2 separate regions of the Sus scrofa genome follow, and region 2 is linked to region 1. The links are chromatin contacts, called in public promoter capture Hi-C maps. All regions are on one chromosome and are shown on one strand. The core of a region is the stretch at or near the end of the contact, and the rest is flanking DNA. Distances in the headings are between cores, read along the strand shown.

The links. Promoter capture Hi-C pulls out the DNA fragments that hold promoters and counts their contacts.
Region 2: a promoter capture Hi-C map of liver shows a contact between it and region 1, with 2.9 times the contacts expected there. The contact joins the promoter of ZNF189 here to the promoter of ERP44 in region 1. A contact is called at or near these places in 1 of 5 promoter capture datasets (liver) and 1 of 47 Hi-C or Micro-C datasets (embryonic fibroblasts).

What each region holds. Positions count from the first base shown.
Region 1 is chr1:241,891,707-241,899,005 of Sscrofa11.1, forward strand. It overlaps ERP44 (endoplasmic reticulum protein 44), which reads right to left and starts at 5,726. Exons shown (of 12, transcript NM_001137629.1): 1 at 5,587-5,726. The coding sequence starts at 5,643. INVS (inversin) reads left to right here and starts at 5,979. Exons shown (of 17, transcript XM_021066620.1): 1 at 5,979-6,221.
Region 2 is chr1:243,103,912-243,110,931 of Sscrofa11.1, forward strand. It overlaps ZNF189 (zinc finger protein 189), which reads left to right and starts at 3,000. Exons shown (of 4, transcript XM_005652705.3): 1 at 3,000-3,456; 2 at 4,187-4,271. The coding sequence starts at 3,424. MRPL50 (39S ribosomal protein L50, mitochondrial) reads right to left here and starts at 2,920. Exons shown (of 2, transcript XM_003122043.4): 1 at 2,766-2,920. The coding sequence starts at 2,857.

The sequences.
Region 1 (7,299 bases), core at 4,476-6,975:
AAGTTGAGCTACTACAAAGTCACTGAAAGTCATAGACTACAGTATGAAAAATGTATTCAATAACTGTGGCAATTAGACATCTTTCCCAAGGCTTTCACAAGTTTTAACTATCAGAAATATTACTGAACAGGGTAATATATTCCAGTGCCTCTCAATCTGGCTGCATCCTAGAATCTACTCAGGAGATAGAGGGTTAAGAACTCAGTGTAAAAGAATGCAAATGGCCTTTAAACAGAAAAAAGCTCCATCACACTCATATAAAAAAGAGAATCAAATTAAAATGCAGGGAGATACCATTTCTCACCTATCAGATTGACAAACACCCAATCATTTGACATTCGCCTTGTTAGCAAGAATGTGGGGAAAGTCTGTTACATTGTTGGTGAAAACTCAAAATTGCAAAACTCCTGTGGAGAGGAATTTCCCCTGTCTAGCAACACCTACAAAGCTACAAATACACTTACCCTTTCCCTCAGCAACTTCAATTGCAGGAAACTATCTCTAAGTTACATAGTAAAAGTAGTTTTGCAAAAATTTGCTTGTATACATATTTGTTAAAGCAAAAAGATGGAAATGAGTAGATTAGCACATCTATCCAGAGGAGAAATAAAACAGTTTAAAAGAAATAAGAAATATTTATATCCTGATCCCTAGGATATACTTCACAGAGTTTAAAGAGAGGAGGGAGAGGTGGGCAAAGAAAGCATGAATCATATGCTAGAGTTTATCAATCAGGATGGAGAAACAAATATACACACATATAAACACAAATAGATTGCTTACTGGCAGCAACGCTGGATCCTTAACTTGCTGTGCCACAAGGAAACTTCCAAATTACATTTTCTTTTTAAAGTGAATTAAGAACTGAGAAGAATTTTTTAAAGATTTCTTATGTTAAGAGGAAGCTAAGTGAGTAGGAGATAGGGATAGAAGCTAACCTTATGTAAACATAGTTTGCTTTCTAGATTTGGCCTTGAAAGCAATACATTTTACACAATTACATATTAAAAGATAATTTTTTAAAAACAAAAATTGAAAAGCTAAATGAAACAAATAAACCTAATTATACATTGAGTTGGTGATTAAGACCACACAAATTTAATCACAGATTTATGGGGAACAAAAGAAATGTAGAAATTGGAGTTCCTGCTCTGGCTCAGTGGTTCGCAAACCCGACTAGCATCCATGAGGATGTGAGTTCTATCCTTTGCCTTGCTCAGTGGGTTAAGGATCCGGCGTGGCCGTGAGCTGTGGTTTAGGTCAGAGACGTGGCTCTGGCATAGGCAGGTGGCCACAGCTCCAATTGGACCCCTAGCCTGGGAACCTCCATATGCCGTGGGTGTGGCTCTAAAAAGACAAAAAGACAAAAAAAAAAAAAAAAAAAGGAAAGAAAGAAAGCAATATAGAAACATAAAACTTCACCAAGAGGATACAATCAGTAATATTCAGAATATGGGAAATTCTATAGGACAGAGGACCCAGTTTCCTCAATCAATAAGTTACAAGAAAAAAAACATGAGATAGAGAATCCATAAAGTTTTAGACAAATAACCCACTGGTATGCCTGGACTTTACATGGATCCTGTTTTGTACATGCAACGTGTTAAAAATTTTTTTTTTCTTTGAAACAAGAAAATCTCAACATTGATTAGAAATTTGATAATATAAAGGAATTTCTGCCAATTTTCTAGATGTGATAATGATATTTTGTTTTTTCTTTGTTGTTTAATCCTTATCTTTTAGAGAGCCATACTAAAGAAAGAAGAAATGACCTGGGAATTTGAAAACAAAACCAACCAAAAATGTTTGGGCCCCTGAGACATAACTAGCCTGGTAAAGGGCCTAGACATCATTTTATTAAAACTTCCCCAGGTGGTTCTAATGAACAACCAGGTGTTTTACAAACCACTGATCTGGGGCAAGTCATATGAAGAGGATAAATAACTTACTGAGCTATGAATGGAACTACATGTCTCCAAAAGCACTCTTCTTGAAGTGAAGAATCAGTATTTATTATTGGCTCTAATGGTAAAACTGACATCTCTGAATTCTGCTGTACTTATTTTCAAGGTACTTATAGTTTACTTAAATAAATGTTTATTTAGCTCTCTGATTTACTTATTTTCCTAACCTAAGCAAGCTTTTCTTTGCTTCTTATTTATATTGAACAAACCAGGAGCAATAATGGCAAAAGACTTAATGTCCAGGCACAAGGCAATTAGGCTAGTAACAACTTATGATCTATAAACTTAACCATCAAGATATTAATGAGAAAATGTCCTCAATAAAACAACTGGAGTGGAATGTTACAAATCTCTGAACCACAGAATAGGTTATCTAGGCTATATCAGGCAGTTCATTTCAATTTAGTCTTATTTCTCTTATCTTACCTTTTTAAAACTATTGTACATAGCCAATGCAGGAAGAACAACTGCTAAGAAATAACTAAAGCAGAAAATGGTCACTTTTAATCCTGAATAAACCCATCTCAGATAGAAAGATAAGCAGAAATGGGCTAATTAATAAATAACTGATTCTTTGGTTAGAGTGATAAATGAAATGCTCCCTTATCTTACTTATGAGCTGCCAAGTAATGATTGTCACATAGAAAAATGAAAATATTATGCTCTGATACATCTGGCCAGGTGCTTTTCTCTAATTCAAGCAGCTCTCCTTAAAAGCACACACTACTGGGAAGCAATTTCCCAATCCAGGTATTAACATACATTGGGGCTTTAGCAGAGAAACACTGCTGTCTCCGGCAATCAAATCATCCATAAAATACGATTTAACAGTTATGGAGGCAGAGACTATATAGTTCACAAAGTCGTAATCACACATCTATTAGACCAATTCAAACTATAACAGAAACAATATATACAATGAGGTATAGAAATGGTATAAGGAGGATTATGGCCTCTTTGCATTTGCTAGCTGACTCAAAATTTCTTTTCTGATTTATCCAAAATCAGTGCATTATACTATCCCACTTTATCGAACACATATTGCAAATTCAGTGGAGTTTAAAAATAATTTAAAGGCAATGGGGGTGTTTTATAAAGCAAGCCTGAAATAAAAGAACCCATCCTCTAAGATCCAACTTTAAATATATGTATACATTAAATATCAAGGGAAAAAAGTTATCACATTGAGGTTCTGTGTTTAGCTACCCATCCCAGAAAGGCTTTTTAGGCATTGAATGATAGGTACCAAAATGCTTTTGAGATCACAAAAGGAAGAAGAAGGAAAAAAAAAAAAAACCTGTCTACAGAAGTTTAGGATTTCATGTTTCAGCTATAATCTTATGAACAGCACTAAATCTCAATTGATCCACTTCTTTAGGGCTAAGGTATAGTTTGCCTGAAAAAAAAAATATTGTGGTAAGACAATATACCGCTTTTTAGAGCAGACCATTTGTGGAAAAAATGACCTCAGCTAGGTGGGAACTTGGATATTCAATGGCTGTACATGGGAAGTAATAAACCTGAAGTTTGAGATGGGGAGTTGGAGGGAGGAGGAACAGAGTATGTTGGGGAAGATAAAGGATATTTTTAGACAGGTGAGATATAGAATAAGCAAGTTCCATCACTAGAACAGAACTGCTAGTTAGATAAGTAATTCAAATTGTGATTAGACAGACATTCTATAAATATTTGCTAACTAGCGTATTATTAAAACTACTTCAGTAAACATTAAAAACACCCAAACTGAATCTAGCTCAACTTGTAACTCTGGGTTACTAAACCTTTTCTTGGGCTTTATTTGGCAGCTTATTAACCTGTACATTTATTCTCTAAAATGTCTTCTATTCCTCTACATTTACTTAAAGAAATAAGTGTACATTAACTAGATTTTATATTAGAAAAAATTCTTTTTCATGCTTAACAGGATTTGCAGGTTTTCTATAAAAAGGATGAGTTATTTCAAATTCTTTTTCCTTCAACTTAGCTCTACAAATAAATGGTGACTCTGATGTAATTTTTCTATTCAGTATTTCAACTTTTCTTTCTAATCTCTTAAGATTTTTACCCTTTTTTTTTTGTATCCTAAAAGTAATTCCTGGCAGAGAACTCATAATTCTGACCCTTTTATGGGTAAGGAAAAGACTACTATCTATTATCCTTAAAGAGAGAATGGTCTCTAATAACAATGAGTACTACTTCAGTATTTTTGGAAGGAGAGACCCACAGTATATAATGCAATTGCCTAGAAACAGCTCTACAAAGAGTATTTTCCTCTACACAGAAGCTACTCATTACTTTTAGTTTTAAGTGACAATAAGACACTTTTATCATTTAGCACTACCATGTTCATATTCAACTTTTAGTTCTAGGAAGAACTATGACATCCACTTTAGTTTTTTATAATACTTTCTCTGAAAAGGTTCAAGTACTGTGTATGGCTTTTGCATATGATTTGGAAATCACAAAGAAAGAGGAAGCACAGAGAAGAGAAGGGGAAACAAGAAGAGAAGGTATAGAGAGAGAGAAATTATTTCAAACGCAAATATTAAAAATTTAACATAATATGGTAGAATAAGCACTGAGAGTCCATAGACCTGCTTCAAATTCCAGTTCTGCCAGTAACCAGCTATATGTCAATTATGTTTCTCACAATATAAAGAGTGATTATGACTTAATGTTCACCTTAAATTCAGCTTTTAAAAAATAAACTGATTAAAGTATTTTCAAGTATTGTATTATAACAACAATTAAAGGTATATCATTTTATCATATGGAGTTAGTCTTTCACTTTTGCCTCAATGTGACCTGCAGCTTGGATTACTTAGGTTGCACAAAGATGTACTTTGGAGGAAGAAGGACCAGGGGAAGATTCCTTTACAAGATGGGATGGTACTGAGCCGGTGAGAGAGTTAAAGAGTAAGTGCGTATGTATACAGAAGACCAGGTCATTCACAAATCAGGAGCACTAAAGAACAAATGTGCTTATATTTCAGGTGGGGGGCAGTGAAACAAGACGTGAGTGAGGCCCTGAGCTGAGGCTTTCTGGTAATCAAAGCCTCCACCCTTCAAACCTTTACTCCCCCGGTGGACACCAGACCAGTTTCCAGTTCCGGGTTCCCAACCAATCGTATCAAGCCACAACAGAGGGCTCCGCCAAACCGGGCACCGTTTCAGGGCTCTAGAGAGATTCACACGACCCCAGCACCTGTCGGCCTCACATTTTTCCCAAAAGGAGGGGGTGGGAGGGAGCAGTAGGTCTATCCCCCGTCCTTTTGGACTTAGGCTACCACGAAGTCCACGAGCCCTTTAGACCAAAACAACCTCCGAACTCCGTGGGAAGGGGCGCTACTAGCCGTCACCCTCCCAAAGATCCTTCATTCAGGGCTAATTCTCCTGTTCACAGGTCCCAACCTCCGACAGTGGTTTCTCAGGCCTTGGGAACCCCGGGCCTGGGAAGCGGACAGACGGATGTCGAGAATGAAGGCAGCAGGAGAAGGTGCACTCCTCGCCACTAGAAGAAAAGATAGGAAAGCAGGAGTCGGGGCAGCTGTAAGCCTCTTGGCTAGCGGGGGAGGACGTCCGTGAGTCAGTCGAAGGGTCTGTCATTCCTTCACTCACTCACCAGGAGCAGGAGGGAGCATCTGAGGTCGGGTAAGGATAGGAAGACGGCAGGATTCATGGTAAAGCCGGGGTCCGCGGCAGGGACGGGCCTTGGCGGCTGGGACTGGAGAGGGTTGGGTTGGGTTAGGAAAGGGCTGGGCTCCGGGAGCCGGCGGTAGCGGAAGACTCTCCCGGCAGCGGCACCTCGTCCTCTCGACCCGGAGCTCCAGCGGCGAACACCCGGGACAATTTCCAGAGAGGCCTCTCACATCCTCACTTCCGGGTCCTGCCCACCTCGGAGCATCTAGGGAAATGTAGTCCTGGGCCATTTTCAAGGATCAGGACAGCGGGCGCCCAGAACTCTTTTCCCATCAGGCTCTTGGCCCGAGTCCACCGATTCCGCTGCGCGCGGGGACCTGTGGGATAGAAAGGGCGGAGGGCGGGTGCACTCCTGTGTTTTAGAAGATGAGAACTACAATTCCCAGAAGGCTGTACAGTCGAGAGACTGGGACGGCCTTCTGAGGGATTCCGCTAGTTTTAGCACGGTGGGCTCTATCCCAGCCGGATGTAGTGGCCTGACCTGGTGAGAGGGTCGGGCCAGCGGGGCTCGTCCCTCCTGGAGCCACCCCTAGGAAGTGAGTCCTGGAGGAGGCGAGGGTGAGTAGGAGGGGGCATCGCTGGGGAGGCACTAAACAATCTGCCACGCCTTGGCCCCTGCCTCAAACTCAAGGGCCTCTTGGCCTGAGTTGTGGCCTGAACCTCCATCACTAGCCTCCTTGCCTGCTACCTCTTCTTTCTGCACTAATTCCTGCATTATAAAAGAACCACTTCTCTGGGTTTCAGTGGAATGTGTCAATAACTTAACCCTAATTGTTTCTTTGGCTCCTGTACGGAATAGATATGGGATGGACTGGAAGAGCACGTTGTAAAGTGAAAACTCAGTGCGAGAGTGATTGCTGCTAATGCGTGGATCACTCTTACAGAATAATTACAAAATTCGTTAGCCAAGTAGTTGAGGAACTTAACCTGAGCTGGGTTAGCTCTCCAACCCAGCCAAGGCACATGCCCCAAGTGGTAGCCACACAATCACTGCCAAGTAATCAGGAGGTACTTGGCTCTTCTGTGGTTCTCCCTACCCCTTGCCTTTCCTTCAACTTCCCTGCTGCCTGAATGGAAGCTTCTCTTCTCTACTTGGATAGCATCTCAACTGTCACCATCAGTGACAACTTACCAAACAATCAACACTTTGGATTTAATCAAAATTACTCTTCTTTGCTTGTGACTACAGCACCACTAGTTTTCTATAGTTAGAATTACTGGAGCATTTACTACACTGGCTTGTTTTGTAATTAGTTGATGATGATGGTACTTTTGCATTTATAGCATTCCTTAATTAACAAAGTGGTTTTGATTTTCATCTATAGAAGTTTACAAAAAGCATTATAACTAAATATATATGTATATACATGCATATACATATATATATATTTGAGCTAAAAAAAGAAAAGAAAAAAGAACCCTGAAGAATGGATTTCTTGGACTAATAAAAGTAAATAGCGGTAGAGCCAAAATTTTTAATTAGGTCTCTTCTCCTAGTCCAGTGTTCTTATCTCCATACCACTCAGTGAACTCTCTGACAGACAAATGAGGAATTAAAGAACAGAGACTCATGAGTATGAACTCCTTACTCCAAGAACCTAAACTTTGACCCTGCTCACTCTCTGGACTTAGCACT
Region 2 (7,020 bases), core at 1,750-4,249, 1.2 Mb after region 1:
TGATTGGGATTGTCATCTCTACAGAAACTGGAGTACACTAGAAATGAATGGTCCAGCCCCTCGCCTCCCCCCCAAAAAAATTATAATACCATTCCTCTTTGCCTACTCAAAAGACTCTCTCTACATCAATTCTCTTTTTTTTTTTTTTTTTGCTTTCTAGGGCCTCACCAACAACACATGGAGGTTCCCAGGCTTGGGGTTGAATTGGAGCTACAGCTGCCAGCCTGCGCCACATCAGATTCGAACCATGTTTGCAACCTACAACACAGCTCAGGGCAACACCAGATCCTTAACCCACTGAGCGAGGCCAGCAACGGAACCCGTAATTTCATGGTTCCTAATCGGATTCGTTTCTGCTGCACCACGACAACGGAACCTCCTCTGCATCAATTCTTTATCAATTACTCCCTATCTCACTAGAGTATTCCTATGGCACACAATATACTGCAGTATCTCCCATCTTTAAAAACATTCCTCCTAAAATCCATGTTTCGCTCCAGCTTCCTTTACAACAAAACTTCTCAAGAGTTGCCTATATTTAATGGTCTCTACTTCCTCACCTCCCACCTTCTCCTCAAACTACTCCAGTACATCATAATGAAATATTCCTTTCATCTCAGTTATCTCTTATAAAAGCACACCTCATGTTATGCCTTCATAAGACATAAAATATCACAGATATCAAACTGAAGGCCTGCAGCAATACTGCATCAAGCAAGTCTATGAGTGCCATTTTTCCAACAGCATTTGCTTACTTCATGCTCTGTTACGTTTTGCTAGTTCTCAGTGGAGAAGTAACTGCAAATGTAGTGGAAAGAACAAGAGAACCAGAATTAGAAGTAGACCCTAAAAGATGTAACTGAAACGCTGCCATCGCATGATAAAACCTCAACGTTGAGGAGTTGCTTCTTATGGATGAGGAAAAAAAAAAGTTTGAGATGGAATTTGCTCTTGGTAAAGATGCCATGAAGATTGCTGAAAACACAACAAAGGATTTAGAATGCTACATAAACTTAGTTGATAAAAAGGTGCAGAGGAGTTCTGCTATGACACAATGGGGTCAGAGAACTAAGACACAGGTTCAATCTCTGGCCCAGCACAGTGGGTTAAGAACCCAGTGCTGTTGCAGGTGCAGCTTAGTCTTAATTATGGCTTTGATTTGATCCCTGGCCGGGGAACTCCATGTGCAGAGAGGCAGCCAAAAAAAAAAAAAAAAAGGTGCAGAATTTCAGAGAATTGATTGCAATACTGAAAGAAGTGGATAACATGCTATCAAATATCATTTCATGCTACAAAAAATCATTTGTGAAAGAGCCAAGTGATGCAGCTAAATTCTTTGTCTTATTTTAAAGAATTGTCAGACACTTCACCTTTCATCAACCACTGCCTTGAACTATCAACAGCCACCAACATCTAGACAAGACACACCAGCATAAGGCTCACATGATGCGTAGCATTTTTTTTAAGCATTAAAGTATTAAGCTAAGGTATGTATATTGCTTTTTTAGACATAATGCTATTGCACATTTAACACACTACAGATAGTAAGCATAACTTTAAATGCACAGGGAAACCAAAAAATTCCTTTAACATGCTTTGAGATATTCACTTTACCTAACCCTAACCCTTTGTTTGTTGGAAAACAAACCTCAGTAGCTCCAAGGTACACCTTATACTGTTCTAGTTTTCCTCATAATTTACCACTTTCTGAAATTATATTCTACATTTGTTCATTTTTTCCTCCGCCAAAAGACATATTCTATGAGAATAAAGATTTGGTCTGTTTTAACAACCGTATCCCTCACATCTAGACACTGCATATAGCAGACACTCTAGCAAAACTTGGTGAGTAAGTAAATAAAACAAACTTAAAAGGAGATTTGAAAGATAATAATAAACATTAACCAAAAGAGGGGAAGCTAATAAATACATGAGCTGATAACAAAAATCCTTTTACTGAAAGAGTTTATGTCTGAAACTTAAGAGGGCATACATTGTTCCCTGATGTTCCTCTAAGTTTTGATGTCATAACACTTCCTGAGTCAAAAAGATTTATCTTGACAAAATTCCACATGGCGCTGTGGGAAAAGCAGTTTGATGGACGAGTTAAGAGACCTGGGTTCCACATCCACCTGTCATTAAGTTGCTTTCTGACATTTAGCAAAAAAAACTTTCTCTCTGTGGGCCCTCAGTTTCCTCATATGTCAGAGTACTTATGCTCAGAGAAGGGGCTTTGTTTCTGTTGCTGTATTTAGAGAAATGCTGGGCCTGAGCTGGCGACTAGTATCGGTTGAATGAACCAATGAACTAACAAACGAACACAATGAGGAGTTCTGCTTGTGAAGAAATAAACGCCGCAAACGAATTTAGTTCATCAAGCACGTTCATATTCCTGTTCTGAATTGACCGTCGGAAACGAGTCATTCCTTTCCTGAGATCCTACTCCACTAGGTGCCTAGAGCGCATGGTCGGTACTGCTTGCTTAATAAATTAACGGGTGAAATGAAAGGGAAAGGGGAAAGTATTTCGGTTCTAAGATTTGTAAACTGAGGTCAAAGGAAGTGACTGGACCACCACTCGCGGAACCTGGTGCTTGTTTCTCAACTCAGAACCCTAACGCACTTTATCGTCCCTTCCCTAGCAAGACGCAGGAGGAGGTTCCTGTCTTAATAGCATGACGCTCCCTTCCGAATTCTCCTCTTCATCCTTCTCAGTTTCTCTCCTTATTTTCTGTGAGCTTGAACCACCATCACTTTCCGCTTTACCTGAATGGAGACCAAAATTCTCTGCGTGGCGCCCCAGAGACTGCACACGTGAGGCTTCTTCTGGCAAGACCGGAGACCCACCGTGCCGCCATCTTCGAGGAGAACTTCGAAACAAAACACCGCCCCCCGCCGGCAGTGACGCGCCAAGACCAGCCAATCAGGCGTAAGCTTAGTGTCAAGCATTCCCTTTTTCCTCTAAGCCTCACCATGCTCCCTAGCCCTTTGCACTCCGGGAAATGTAGTCCGGTAGCCGTTGCGGCTGAGACTGAACCCGGGCGCTCCCTCTGAGCCTGACGGGAGTTGTAGTTGGGGGGAGTCCCGGGAGGGTTCTGGGTGACGCCTTCTGGTCCGGGCGGGCGGTCATAGAGCTCTTTGGCTGAAAGCAAAAGGAGCAGGCAGCCGGGAGGAGGCTCTAGCGCGGCCTGGAAGGCCTGCGTAACTAGGCAGGGGAGGCATTCGGGGTTAGGGGGCGGCCAAGAAGCGCATCTGACATGCTGCTGGGGTCGTGACCGCTCGGGGACCGAGGCAGGACCTGGCCATATCCAGCCTGGAGGCCTCGCCTTCGTCGGGCCTCATCTTCAGCGGCGGCGTAGGCCTTGCTAGAGGCTCCTTTTCGTGCGGCTACCCCGGATTCCTGCCCTGATTTTCTGTCGGAGAGATGGCCTCCCCGAGCCCCCCGACAGAGCCGAAGGTAGGTCGCCCCTCCGGGTATTCGTGTTCTTTCGCCATTACCCAACTAGGCCACGCCACCGTCGGTCGTGTTCCCCCCCCGCCCCCGCCAGATTGCGGTCTTTAGGGCCAGCTTGGTGCGAGGGAGTACCCCTTTAATGCACCAGGGTGCCGGTCATGACCACACTATCCACTGGCTCCTTTTTTGAGAGCGACTGGATAAATTAGCTAAAGAAAATGAGTAGTGCTCCAAACTAGTGTTCTCATTTATGAGTTCTTTCAGGTGAGGTACCTTTTTTGACCCTCTCCTGTGTCTAATGCACCTGCTGCGATGCCTGGACCCAAGGTAGACGCATGGAGAACTTAACGGAATTGAAGTGAAAAGGGTCTCAAGCCAGTGCTAATAGAGAATTGGAGCGGGGCAATGAGGTGCAGGAAACTTGGGAAGGCCTTGGGTCAGTTTGCTAGAATTATAATATTGGGGAATAATTGATAAGCCAGAAAGCCTTATCCTAGGCCTCCTCACTACAGAAGGCAAAGATGCAGCAATAGAATTCAGTCTGTTCCAGAATTGAGCCCAGTTTGGAACTCTTAGTTATCATGTGCCTCCTAGCCTACCCAGCCCTGATAAGTGATTGCTTCTGCTACTTTCAGTGCTAGAATTGTCCTTGAGACAACAAGAACTGACTACAGAAATCATACTATTTCAGGGGTTGCTGACATTTGAGGATGTGGCTGTGTTTTTTACCCAGGAGGAGTGGGATTATCTGGATCCAGCTCAGAGAAGCCTGTATAAAGATGTCATGATGGAGAATTATGGAAACCTGGTCTCACTGGGTAAGAATCTGCTGTTTCTCTGATTAAAATATATAAGAAACTGTAAGAAATCAGAACACTTGAGCCAGTATCATACCAAACTGCTTTGTTCCAAAGTTCTGATTCAAACCTTTAACCATGAATTATTTCCATGACTCTCATCCTTACCATCCTTGCAGTGACCAAAATACAAGCCTTTCTAGCTTCATATCTTCATAATCTCATTCCCATATTGCTCTGTACTTTCCCTCCTGGTTCATCCTCCCACTGCTTTCCTCCCACCCCTTTTTACTCTGCCTTCTGGAGCCCCTGTTCCTCTTCACACAATGTTCCCTACCCCTCCTGGCCTTAACTGAAACCTGGCATTTTCCCAAGGACACCACTTCTCTGGCAGTGGCTGCTTATTCTCCCACATCCTCGTCCTTTCCCATCCTTTGTCTCAAGGCTGAAAGGGAAAAACTATTGTTCTCTGAGGTTTTCCTTGCTGTTCCCAAAGCATTACTTTTTCCACCTTCAAATACAATTTTTCTCTTTTGATGTCTCAGCTGTCTTGCTCTACCCACTCATTTCTTTTTCACTATCAACTGTCATTTTTTTTTTTTTTTTTTGGTCCCTCACACGTAGATTTTGTCACATTTCAGAATCTTCTCTTTGCTAACCCACACCGTTAATATTGTAGTCATTACTTCAGCCTCATTGTATATTGACTGTATTGTCCTCAGGGACCCTGCTTCCCATTTTTATTCAGTAACTCACATCAAATGATCATACTCAATTTTGTCCTAACACGCAAATCTTATTCTTTGACCAATATCTTAATCTTTTTCAGGCAGTAGATGTTTATTGACTATAACTAAATGGGAGACCAAAGCAGACATGATCTCTGCCCACATGGAGCTTACTGCAACTTCTCATGTTTCTACCTCTCTGACTCCTTTCCTACCACTTATTTATTCTTAATGTTTCCTGTTCCTTGGCTTCTTTTTCCCCCCGCCTCTCAGTTCACTACTGCCCTCACTTCCTTTTCTAATCCAAAGACCTATATATAAAATTAACCAGCATGTTTTATTGCCACCTTGTCATGTTCTAACCATTCTGCAAACTTCAAATCTTGTACTGGTTATAAAATCTGCCTTTTCTTTTCTCCTAGAGTTGATAAACACAGCAAGAGAAATTATTTAATCAGAAGAATCGATGCCCTGTATACTTACATGGCTTTTCTTTCTTCTAGTCTCCACTGGGTTTTTATATCTTAGCAAAGTTTTTATTATTAATTTATTAGCTGATGTCCCTGTTCCTTTTAGTAACTATTCCAAAAACTTAAGTTTTCTTTGGGTCCATCACTCAGTGGTGGACTTCACCTTCTGTTTCACAGAGAAGACAGAGGCCACTAAACATGAACTCTCAACTTTTCCACCTCATGCTCACACTTAAGATCGCTTATCTTCTCACATTATCCAAGAACTTAGCAGTCTCTTTTTTTCCCTTATAGCTTCAGTCTTTGTTCTTTCTCCTCTGGTACCCTTATTCTGATGATAGATATGTTCATGGTTCTTTCAGTTGAAGAAAGAGGGGCAAGAAGACTTCTCCTTTGAGCCACAGTCTCTCTTGCTGCTTCCTGTAACCTACTATTTGTTCACTTCACAGCCAGGTTTTTGTACGAGTAGTTAATGTGTGTTCTCTTCTTTACCTCCCATTATCTCTATGCCCCTTTGCATGCCTCTGCCACTTGCTTTCAGTTGTTTAACAGTGGTCTGTAATAACCCAGTTGTCAAATGCAATAGGCTCTTTATGGACCGTATTTAATCCCCCTTCTCTATAGTTAGTTGAAATTCTTCTATTGCTTTGCATTCTCAGACTTCCTCTCAGCTATATACTCTCCTTGGCAAACCTTTTTTACACCCAGGTCATCAGCTACTGCTACGTGATAATAAGTCCCAAATCTTTATCTCCACTTAAGAGAGACAATATGGAGCCTATCTGCCTAAGTAAAAATCCTGGTTCTACCACTTACTAGCCTTATGGCCGTAGGTATATTACGTAACCTTTCTGTGCCTTTTTCCTTTTTTTTTTTTTTTTTTTTTAATAAAATGGAAATAATAGCACAAACCTTTTAGGGTTATTGTGACCATTAACTTAGTTAATATATGTAAAACATTTAGGACAGTGACTAGTGTGAAATAAGTACAGTGTAAATGTCAATTGCTGTCATTATTGTCTGTTGCACTCAAACTTCTTAGTCGTCTTCTTTTGAAGACCACATAAGTAACTTGCATCTGGCTAATCTCAGATAATCCATTAAGATCTCAGGACCGCCTCTTCAGAATTAATCACTCTTTTCTCTTTGCTACCTTGTGTACACTTCGATTGCTAAATTTATTACAGTGTACTATAATCATTCTTTTTTTTTTTTTTTTTTTGGTCTTTTTTTGCTATTTCTTGGGCTGCTCCCACGGCATATGGAGGTTCCCAGGCTAGGGGTCATCGGAGCTGTAGCCACCGGCCTATGCCAGAGCCACAGCAACTCGGGATCCGAGCCGCATCTGCAACCTACACCACAGCTCACGGCAATGCCGGATCGTCAACCCACTGAGCAAGGGCAGGGACCGAACCCGAAACCTCATGGTTCCTAGTTGGATTCGTTAACCACTGCGCCACGACGGGAACTCCTATAATCATTCTTTATTTCTCTAAACAGACTGATCTTCAAGGGGACAGTAACGATATTTTTTCCAATTAATTTCTCTAGCATTTAGCACAGAGCCTAGCA